Linked DNA regions of Bos taurus: region 2 is linked to region 1. Evidence: chromatin contacts called from public Hi-C data. All regions are on one chromosome and are shown on one strand. The core of a region is the stretch at or near the end of the contact, and the rest is flanking DNA. Distances in the headings are between cores, read along the strand shown.

Region 1 (5,351 bases), core at 286-2,785:
CTTTCCAATTCTAGAGACTGTCTCAATTTTATAACACCCTTGAGATTGGACCCACCAGATAATCCTGGATAATCTCCCCATCTCAATATTTTAAAGTCAATTTTATCGCTGAGTCCCTTTTGCCATGCTAGGTAATAAATTCACAGGTTCTAGAAATTAGAATATAGGTATCTTTGGGGTGAGGAAGGGGGTATTATTCCACCTACTGCAGAAGAAAACTGGTATGTTCTACTATCTACCTTGTACGCTGTAAACATAACCTCATCTAAATCTTCAACAAGCCTTGTGAAATATATGCCAGGATTTGCTTTTAAAGTTGAGAAGACTGACGCTGGTAGGGAAGGATGGGGAGAAGGGATAGTTAGGGAGTTTGGGATGGACATGTATATACTGCTATATTTAAAATGAATGACCAACAAGGATGTACCATATAGCACAGGGCACTCTGCTAAATGTTATGTGGCAGTCTGGGGTGGGAGGGGAGTTTGGGGGAGAATGGATACATGAATACGTATGGCTGAGTCCCTTCATTGTTTACCTGAAACTATCACAACATAGCTTGTTAATCAGCTGTACCCCAATACAAAAGAAAAAGTTTTCAAAGCAAAATAGATAAATCGAGGAAACTGAGCCTCAACACAATTTGGGATTCTGCACAAGGTCAAGTAGCTAGGATGCAAACATCCCAGGTCCCTGAGCAGAAGCTCAAGCCAGCCTGCCTGGTGGCCTTGCCTCCACTCATCTCTCCCGCTCACCTCTACATCCTCTCTCCTGTCTGGGCCTGTCCTCCAACTCCCTGAACAAGCTACACTTCTGTTTCCCAGGTCATTGTGTTCTCCTGATGACCAGGTAGTTGTGGCTTTGTGCTGAGGTTTGCTAATCTAGGAAGCCAAGCCATCTGCCCCTCAGAATCTTCGTAAAGCCCCAGGTCTCCTTTACTCAATGAGCATTTTTGAGCTATTGGGCTGGGGGTGCTAGAGCAGCATGGAAGATAGATGTAAGCTAAAAATGACAAGATAGTCTAGGGGATACATATTATATCAGACATGTGGACTGCAGCATTATAGGAAGCCAGAGCAAGTCCTGGGAACTTTGTGTGAATCTTTCTCATGGATCTTGGGTGAAACCTAAGCTCCAGGGAATAAACAAAGGCTTCTTTTTCTTTTGAGCTCCCTGGGGGACCAGAACTGATTCATCTTTGTGTTCCCTGTGTCTTTCTTATAGCTGTGCTCCATAAATATTTAGAAGTTGGTAACAGGACCAAGATAGGAACAGCAAAAGGAGCAATCAGTGTCTCAGACCAACAAAGGGTTAAAGGTCACTGGGGAAGGCGGTCCTTTAGTTTTCTCTTGCTCTCTATGCTACCTAGCAACTGATGACACCAACATTTCCACTGTTTTGACTGGGAGAGAGACCTTGAATGTCACAGTTGCTGAATCACCAAAAAACGGAGAGAGCAGTACAAGGTTCTTGAAAGATCAACAGGGACCTATCAGTGTTATTGTTAAAAGAATCAGAAGAGAAGGATTTTAGAGGGGCTGATGATGCTCCTATTGCCTCTCATCATTGTATTAATGATGAAGCTCAGCGATGCTCGTGAGTACCCCAAGTTCTCTTTACTCTAAACTCCCCAGCTGAGGGAGCCTCTGGGAAACAGTTTGTCTTCCTGAAACTCCTGGTGAAGTGAAGAAGCCAGGGGCAGAAAAGTGTGTTTATTCAACCCAGGACTTGTTGGAGTGATGAACCGGAAAGCTATACAGTTTTCCAGTTTGTGTGCGTAGGATCTTGATGTTGCCCACCTTTTCTGAGGGGTTGAAAGCCATTCTGGAAAGACCCTCTGGGTAACTTCCTCATTCCTATTTCCTTTCTGCACGTTGTTCCCTGTCTTTTCTGCTCATGTCTTTTCTTTCACTTTTGTTTTTCCTCCCTACTAGCTTGGTGAGTCTCATGAGGATGTGGTCAGGGTTTCAGGGGCATTGAAGAGTAGAGCAGATCCATTGTTCACATTTATTTGTTTATCCTCCTCACCATAAGCCCAACCTGTAACACAAGATCCCAGAAAGATAAAACCATGGTTCTGGACTTGTGTACTGAGTGTAAGAGTTATCAACTGAGTAGAAAAAGATTTTCATTGTATGGGGAACCTGTGTTACTAGGGAAGCAGTTGCTTTCTGTTGCCCCAAATACACAAGAAGACTGGTGGGCTGGAAGCAACAGGCTTCTCTGCTCTAAGCAACTGCTTTCTCAGCTAGAGTTCAGCACTCCCAGGGGGTTGCTGGACAACATCTGGGCTACCATCATAGACAACGATGTATGAGCATGATGGGAAGGAGCTCTTTCAAAATATCTGTGTGTTTCTTGATGGCCTACTATGTGATGGCACTTTTGGGGACATGACCATGGACGAGATAGACATAGGTCCTAATTCTATAGAAACTTCTATAGAAAAGTCCTACCATTCAAGTCAGAAATGGGAAAGATTGAAGGTGAAGGTAAGAGACAGAGGATAAAAAGAGGGCAGGAGTGATATTTCTAGAAGGTAAAAAGCCTATATATTGCCTGTATTTGATTCTCAAAGAACTCTCCAATAATATGACCACAATACCCCCTAAATATAATCTTTTATGTGTTGGTCTAACTAACCCTTGTGGCTGAGACAATATCCCCATTTCCCGATGAGGAGATCCAGACCGAGAGAGGTGGACTCAGCTCACATAATGAACAGAGTCTGAAGCACATGCAGGTCTTCCCGCCCACAGCCCCTGGCTTTCCCACAAAATCGTAGCGTCTCTGGATGTGGATGCTCCGCACTTTGATAACTGACAGCATGAGAAATAGAACCAGTCGCCTATGAAGGGCAGGTAAGGTCACCTTGTGCTGGCTCTCCTTCTCTTCCGCTGCATCCTTCTCGGCCCTGTGTTGTGTCCCGGGGCGTTGACTGCTACAGGCGACATCACCCGGTCTCTCTCACAGGCTGATTTCTGTTTGGGTTCACCCAATAGGAGACGCCGAGGGAAAGCAATCAGAGAGCGAAGCGAGGTTGAGGTATTACCTTCTTCTTTTCCCTCTTTCTCTAGTGCCTCTGGTAGTATAATAGCTGTGTCCCTCCACAATATAGTTTTCCATGAATAGCCCCTTTTTCATGGTTCTAGCTACCACTGGGCTTCAGGAACACTATTTGCTCCTCTAATCGCTACAACACTAGGGCTGGTAACGGCTTCTTATAACTGCTAGCTTCTGGGTTCCCTAACATCCCTCATTTGTTCCTGTAACCTTGCTCACAGCTCTGTGTAGAGTCCCTCCACTGAAGTTTCTTCATGTGACTCATCTAGAGTGAAGGCTATTACCTGCCAGGACCCTGACTGAGCACGCTGAGCATTGAGGAGTGCTAACAGAGGGGAGATGGAGTTATGAAAAAGGACTTGGTCTTGTTGATATTTGGACCTAATGCTGGCCCTGAGTGGGAGCTTCTAGGGGTGGAAATGCAGGGAGGAGATACCAGAGCGTTTGAGATCACAGAGCAATGTTAAGATCACTCCAGCATCACTTCCAGTGTGGTGTTCTCATTGACTCCTTAGCCTTCAGTAACCTGCTCTTGCCTTTATACTCCCATAGCTCCTGCTCCCAGTTTTATAGTTTTCTATCTACCAAAATCTCTCAGTCAAGGTTCTCCTTAAAGCGGGGAGAGAGATCTCATTTTTCTCGTTTCCCTCATATGTTCTAGTGACCAATAGGCACTTAATAAACACCTCCTGGGTTTTATGTTCCAAGGTGATGTTTCTAAGAAATTGAAGTGATCTGACTGTATGCCATAGAGCAGGGGTCCCCAACTTCTGGGGCCAAGGTAAGCAGCAGGCAGGTGAGCAAGCAAGCAAAGCTTCATCCATATTTATAGCTGCTCCACATAGCTTGAATTACCACCTGAGCTGACCTCCTGTGAGATCAGCTGCAGCATTAGATTCTCATAGGAACGCTCAAGAACCTGCTGCGAACTATGCATGGGAGGGATCTAGGTTTTTATGAGAATCATCCTGAAACCCTCCCCCACCCCTCGTCATTACCCAGGCTGTGGAAAAGTTGTCTTCCAGGGAACCAATCTGTGGTGCTAAAAAGGTTGGGGTTAGGGTTGGAGAGAACTGCCATAGAGAACTTGGGCAGCAATAATGACTAAATTCATGACTGTGGTTTATTCTGGTTGCAGAATTTGCATGAAAAAGAAAGAGGTTTCCAGCCTGTGGGAAACTGTGAGCTGGTGAGGGGTGGGTGTAATCAGGTGGGGCAGGCATGGGATCTCTCTGGCAGAGCTATATGTGGTTTGTATGGTTGATCCTGAAAAACACCAAGGTCAGTCTCTTGACGTTATTCATAACTCTATGGATATTTCAATATGCTATATCAATCTGCTTCATGAAGTCCTCCACAGATAAGGACTGATGATAGATAAGTCCCCGGAATTGTCAACTGGGCTAGTGTTAAGAGACAGGCTTGCAAATTATCTGCTAAGAAATGACCTTGAGTTCCAAGAGTTAACATGAGAAAATATGGGCACTTGCTATAGACCTTATTAGACTCCAGTCTGTTTCCATGGGGCTGTTGCCAAGGTACATGCAGTAGAAATTTCTCCAAGATACTGTTTTACTCCCCTAAGGCCCTCTTCTTAGTTGACATTGAATCTATCTAAATCCGAGCAATTCAACTAATTTGTAGATTTTCTTCTGACTAGTGGGAATATTTGTCTATTCTTACTAAAACCCATTGACCTCGGTCATCCTCACTAGAGGATTCCCAAGGTCTCAAAGGAAGGGGCCTAGGTTAAAGAGAAAACACATGACTTTTTAAATACTTGCTTTATGAAACCCAAATTGAGACAGATGATAAAGGACATTCTTTCTGATGGCCGAGTTTATATTTATTATGGAAAACTTTTCGAGAGTATGAGTACCAAATCACATTTTGTTACAACTTCAATGGAATCATTTTATAAGAATAGAATTCATAAAATTGTAATTCTTCTGGGAAATAGGAGACCTGTGGTCATCATCGTATACAGAGAGTACTGGGGGAAAAAACCATCAGGGCTCATTCATTCATTCTCTGAAGGTTTATATGGCTCACAGTAGACCTTGCTATTCCTCAAACACATGGAATGGGCAACTTTCTGGAGGGCTTGGGCTTGTTGTTCTGCCTGGAAGGTTCTCCTAAGCTGACTTCCTTTCTCCATTCACATCTCTGCTCAAGTGCCACCTGCTGAGATCGCCTTTCCTGGTCCCTTTAACCTATAAGATCATCCCTCTTCACATTCTATTTTCCTTGTTTTTTTCTTTTTTTTAAATTAGTTTTTCTCTTTTTAA
Region 2 (5,714 bases), core at 404-2,903, 100 kb after region 1:
GTCATCTGTGCTTCAGTGTCCAGAGTTTTTACTGAGGCTTCATTACCCAGGCATGATTAATTTAATAATTACCCACATGATTAAACTCATCTCCAGGTACCCTCCCCTGCCTGGTGGTTGGGCTGGTACCTTGTGGCCCAAAGCCCCAGCCACAGTCATTCCTGTCATGTTGGTCTTTCTGCATGGCCAGCCCCAACCGAATCATCTCATTAGCATAAGGGCGGGTCCCACCTTGAATAACAAAGGTACTCCTCTCAATGCAGAAATTCCAAGAGTTTGGAGGTTATTCCAGGAGCCCAGACAAAGGTCAGATTTCTCTCAGTAAGGCCAAATTTCTATGTACTGTGGTATGGCAGTGAGACTGAATGAGAGCAAGTCTGGAAGCAGGGAAAGCAGTTAGCTGGTTGCTGCAGAAATTCAAGCCGAGAACATGGTGGCCGAGACCAAGGAATGGCAACGGGAATGAAAAGCAGCAGAGGGAGTGCAGATGCATTCAGGATAGGAGGTCAGGACTTAGTGGTTGACTGGGTCCCCCAGTGGTGCCTGGTTGAGGGATGAGGGAAGTAAAAAATGACGCCAGGTGACTGGCCTGGACACAGCTGGCTTAGGCCCGCCGTATGCCCATAGCACGCACTGCTGAACTGGGAAAAATATGATAGAGTAGAAGGAGGGGCTTAAATATTTAAAACTACAAGACGTCAATTTTTTACTTCGATCTAGGCTTTAGAAATCATTGCTTCTTATTCCATGATACTCGCAGGCAGTATAAGGTCTATATATCCCCAAAGAATTTGTCAGCCACACGGGGCAGCATCTTCTCTACCGCAGGGCCCACAGCCAGGGAATGGGAGCCCCATTACTGCTCACTGGCAGCCTAGGGCTTTTCTTGGAGCTGGATTTAAGGGAGGTCTCTCAGTGCCGGGTGGTAGAATAACGTGGACTCTGGAGCAGGTAGAACTTGGTTTGGATTCTGCCTCTGTTGTGTGACTTCAGGCATATAACTTAACCTCTCTGAGCTTCTCTGAGTTCATCTGTAAAACGGAAATGACAACAACCACACAATGCTTTTGTCGGGATCAAAGAAGATGGTGTACATCTGCCTGTAAGAACACCATGTCTTCCCTTGCTGACCTGAACACCTGAGACTCTTTCTCAGACTATCCTGATTGCATCAGATACTACCAGGCCTGGTGCCCACTTATCAGTGATATTTATTTCCTTCACAAGGCCTGCTCTGACCTCCAGAACCCAGAGGAAACTCTCTCCTAAACTCTCCACCCCATCACTTTCTTCGGTCGTATCCTACTTTGCTGAGCAAGCTTTCTATTTCTTTATCTGCAGTTTACTTCCTCAACTAGACTGTAATCTCTCACAGAGCAGAGACTTTCATCTTTTTTTAATGTTCCATTTTGGAATCTTAGCACAGTGCCTTTTTGGACCTAGCACTTGCTCAAAAAATAGAAATCAGTTGATATTCTACCTACTTTCATCTCCTAAAACTTGCCCCAGAGTCCTAAGCTGAACTCAGCCTACATAAGGTCATTAGTACAAAGGAACATGTTTATTCATTTATCTGTTTATCCAGCTGCCCTTCATTGAAACACATCCAAACGAGGACAGTGCCTCATAAGGCTCTCTGAAGGACTGCAAGGAGCCTGTCACCTCTCAAAGCATTTGTGGAATTCCTGCATTGAGTTTTTGGGTGGTGAATCCTCACACCTCCTGGGAGGAGTTATTTTTGGAAACAGTGAAAGTCATTTTGGCCAAATTTGGTAGGTGTAGTCATTCAAGGGGCAGCTGGGTGTAGAGCAAGAGGCACGATGATCAGTAAATATTTAATTTGGCATTTCCAATATGTCGGGCACTTTACATTCACTGTTTTATTTTCATCTTAATATCATCTCTAGGAGGCAGGTGCTATTATTATCCCCACTTTACAGACAAGGAGCCTGAGGGCCAAAGAATGCCAAACACACTCTCTATAAGGGACTCCATCGCTTTTTCCCCATTACCAAGCTAGTGTTCGGAAGCACACAGGACAGACATATGGGAGTAACCCTCCTGCCCCTCCAGCAAAGAGGAGGGCTTGGGATGCCTTATCTAATGACATCAAACCTAAGAACTGTGACACTTGAACTAATGGGGGCAGGGAGAGCTTGAGGAACACAGGAGCTGAGAAAACTGGCCCTTCCCTGCAATGTAGGTGAATGCCAGCGCACAGGAAGGCTCCTCTGAGAGGGACCAGAAAACGAGGAGAGGATTGGTCCACGACTGGGGCATCCCTGAGCAGGGGGGATGATTCCTAACTGAAAGGTTTCCTTTTGTGCCTCTCTCTTTTTTTTTAATTGATCATTTTACTTTAAAATTTTTTATTCATTTTACTTTACTTTTTTGGCCACACCATGTGGCATTGGGGACCTAGTTCCTGGATTAAGGATTGAACCCCTGCCCCTTGCCTAGGGAGCATGGAATTTTAACCAGTGGACCGCCAGTCCCCCTTTTGGGCCTCTTTTTCACTTTCTTAAAATTGTAGTCATGTTTACTGACTATAAAAGGAGTTCAAGTTCACTGTAGAAAACTTGGAAAACAGAAGTATAAAAAAACTTAAAATTACCTATAAATGACCCTCCTTCTGAGATCCCAGGGCTTGCGAAGACAACGCTGCTGAGCAGATCAGTACACATGGGATTATTTATAAACTCCCTGCTTCCCACCCACCCACTCTCCTCTGGGCTAGAGAAAGGCCTTCAGCCAGGACATTCCCTAGCAGCCTACTCAGGCTGCTATATCAAGCCCTGCCTTTCTAGGGGCTAGATCAGGCGTTCCTTATCTCTTGGCTGCAGGGTTCTCATAATGTGCCCAGTTGGCAGGCGCTTGGAGATGTGCCAGTGGGCTCTGGCTGCTGCTACAAGGGCCTCTAGCCCGCTCAGGGTCGTCTGCTCTGATTTCCACTGAGCCTTGGCTAACGACACCGAAACCTTCCCTGTAGGAAGTCTTTTGTTTGCATCATTAGAGGGTAGCTGTCAGACAGCTGAGGTGAACCTGATGGGCCTGGCACAGGGGATGGGTGTGTCTGGCTTGCGCAGGCTCCATGGTCCAAGTCCTCCTCCTGACTCTGCTGTGCCTGCCCCCTACTCCCTCAGTCCCCACCCCGACTTCCCTCCCCTCTCTCTTCCTTAGTGCTTGGCTCAGTCTCCATCCATATGGTGTCGGCAGGCAAAGGCCTTCCGTGGCTGGTGGCCTGCTGCGTCTCAGTTCCAGAATTCTGGGCTGTACTCCTCCCTAATTGACAGTGGACTGTAGCAGATGTAGTCTCTCTGCCTAGAAGAGGAGTTTTGCCAAAGGAGGCAGACTGACCTTATTGCTGCAAGTTGGGGCAGAGAGATAAGAGAGGCGTCCTAAAAACATGCAAAGGCTTAAATCATGCAGAGCCACTGTGAGATCCTAGTTCCTCCACTCTAATAGAGGTGTGATCTTAGCAAGTTATGTTACCCCAAGTCAGACATGACTGAGCAACTTCACTTTCACTTTTCTTTCATGCATTGGAGAAGGAAATGGCAACCAACTCCAGTTCTTGCCTGGAGAATCCCAGGGATGGGGGAGCCTGGTAGGCTGCCGTCTATGGGGTCACACAGAGTCGGAGACTACTGAAGTGACTGAGCAGCAGCAGCAGCAGCGTGAGGCTTAGTGTTCTCATTTTAAGATGTACAGAATGCCATCTCTATTTTAGAACACATCCAAAAATTGCAAAAGATAACATATATAAAGCTGACATCAGTTCAGTTTAGTTGCTCAGTCGTGTCTGACCCTTTGCAACCCCATGGACTGCAGCACGCCAGGCTTCCATGTCCATCACCAACTACCAGAGCTTACTCAAACTCATGTCCATTGAACAGGTGATGCCATCCAACCATCTCATCCTCTGTCATCCCCTTTTCTTCCTGCCTTCAATCTTTTCCAGCATCAGGGTCTTTTCTAGTGAGTCAGTGCTTTGAATCAGGTGGCCAAAATAGTGGAGTTTCAGCTTCAGCATCAGTCCTTCCAATGAATATTCAGGGTTGATTTCCTTTAGGATGGACTGGTTGGATCTCCTTGCAGTCCAAGGGACTCTCAAGAGTCCTCTCCAACACCACAGTTCAAAAGCATCGATTCTTCAGCTCTCAGCTTTCCTTACAGTCCAACTCTCACATCCATACATGACTACTGGAAAAACCATAGCTTTGACTAGATGGACCTTTGTTGGCAAAGTAATGTCTTTGTTTTTTAATATGCTGTCTAGGTTGGTCATAGCTTTTTTGTTCCAAGGAGCAAGCGTCTTTTAATTTCATGGCTGTAGTCACCATCTGCAGTGATTTTGGAGCCCAAGAAAATAGTCAGTTGCTGTTTCCATTGTTTCCCCATCTATTTGCCATGAAGTGATAGGACTAGATGCCATGATCTTCATTTTTTGCATGTTGAGTTTTAAGCCAACTTTTTCACTCTCCTCTTTCATTTTCATCGAGAGGCTCTTTAGTTCTTCTTCACTTTCTGCCATAAGGGTGGTGGCATCTGCATATCTGAGGTTATCGGTATTTCTCCTGGCAATCTTGATTCCAGCTTGTGCTTCATCTAGCCTGGCATTTCGTATGATGTACTCTGCATATAAATTAAATAAGTAGGGTGACAATATACAGCCTTGATCAAGGTACTCTTTTCCCAATTTGGAACCATGTGTGGTCCCAACAACAACCAAGTATGTTGTTCCATGTCCGGTTCTAACTGTTGCTTCTTGACCTGCATACAGATTTCTCAGGACGCTGGTAAAGTGGTCTGGTATTCCCATCTTTTGAAGAATTTCCCACAGTTTGTTGTGATCCATACAATCAAAGGCTTTGGCATAGTCAATAAAGCAGAAACAGATGTTTTTCTGGAACTCTCGCTTTTTCTATGATCCAACTGATGTTGTCAATTTGATCTCTGGTTCTTCAGCCTTTTCTAAATCCAGCTTGAACATCTATAAGTTCACAGTTCACGTACTGTTGAAGCCTAGCTTGGAGAAATTTGAGAATTACTTGGCTAGTGTGTGAGATGAGTACAATTGTGTGGTAGTTTGAACATTCTTTGGCATTGCCTTTCTTTAGAATTGGAATGAAAACTGATCTTTTCCAGTCCTGTGGCCACTGCTGAGTTTTCCAAATTTGCTGGCATACTGACTGCAGCACTTTCACAGCATTATCTTTTAGGATTTGAAATAACTCAACTAGAATTCCATCACCTCCAATAGCTTTGTTCGTAATGATACTTCCTAAGGCCCACTTGACTTCGCATTCCAGGATGTCTGGCTCTAGGTGAGTGATCATACCATTGTGGTTATCTGGGTCATGAAGATCTTTTTTGTACAGTTCTTCTGTGTATTCCTGCCATCTCTTTTTAATATCTTCTGCTTCTGTTAGGTCCATACATACCATTTCTGTCCTTTATCGAGCCCATCTTTGCATGAAATATTCCCTTGGTATCTCTAATTTTCTTGAAGAGATCTCTAGTCTTTCCCATTCTATTATTTTCCTCTATTTCTTTGTATTGATCACTGAGGAAGGCTTTCTTATCTCTTCTTGCTATTCTTTGGAACTCTGTATTCAGGTGGGTATATCTTTCCTTCTCTCCTTTGCCTTTCATGTCTTTTTTTTTCTCAGCTATTTGTAAGGCCTCCTTGGATAACCATTTTGCCTTTTTGC

The links. A called contact is a pair of places that touch in the nucleus more often than the background predicts.
Region 2: a Hi-C map of blastocyst shows a contact between it and region 1, with 4 times the contacts expected there. The contact joins the enhancer-like site here to the promoter of MR1 in region 1. A contact is called at or near these places in 2 of 11 Hi-C or Micro-C datasets (blastocyst and skeletal muscle).

The regions. Positions count from the first base shown.
Region 1 is chr16:62,159,899-62,165,249 of ARS-UCD2.0, forward strand. MR1 (major histocompatibility complex, class I-related) reads left to right here and starts at 1,536. Exons shown (of 6, transcript NM_001190298.1): 1 at 1,536-1,596. The coding sequence starts at 1,542.
Region 2 is chr16:62,264,573-62,270,286 of ARS-UCD2.0, forward strand. No RefSeq gene overlaps it. Among named protein-coding and RNA genes, the nearest start is that of IER5, 58 kb to the left of the region's middle. Within about 2 kb of position 1,654, at least 31 of the 102 cell types and tissues checked have an H3K27ac peak or open chromatin away from gene starts, as enhancers often do. A contact at or near this core is called in blastocyst and skeletal muscle, where this site is marked.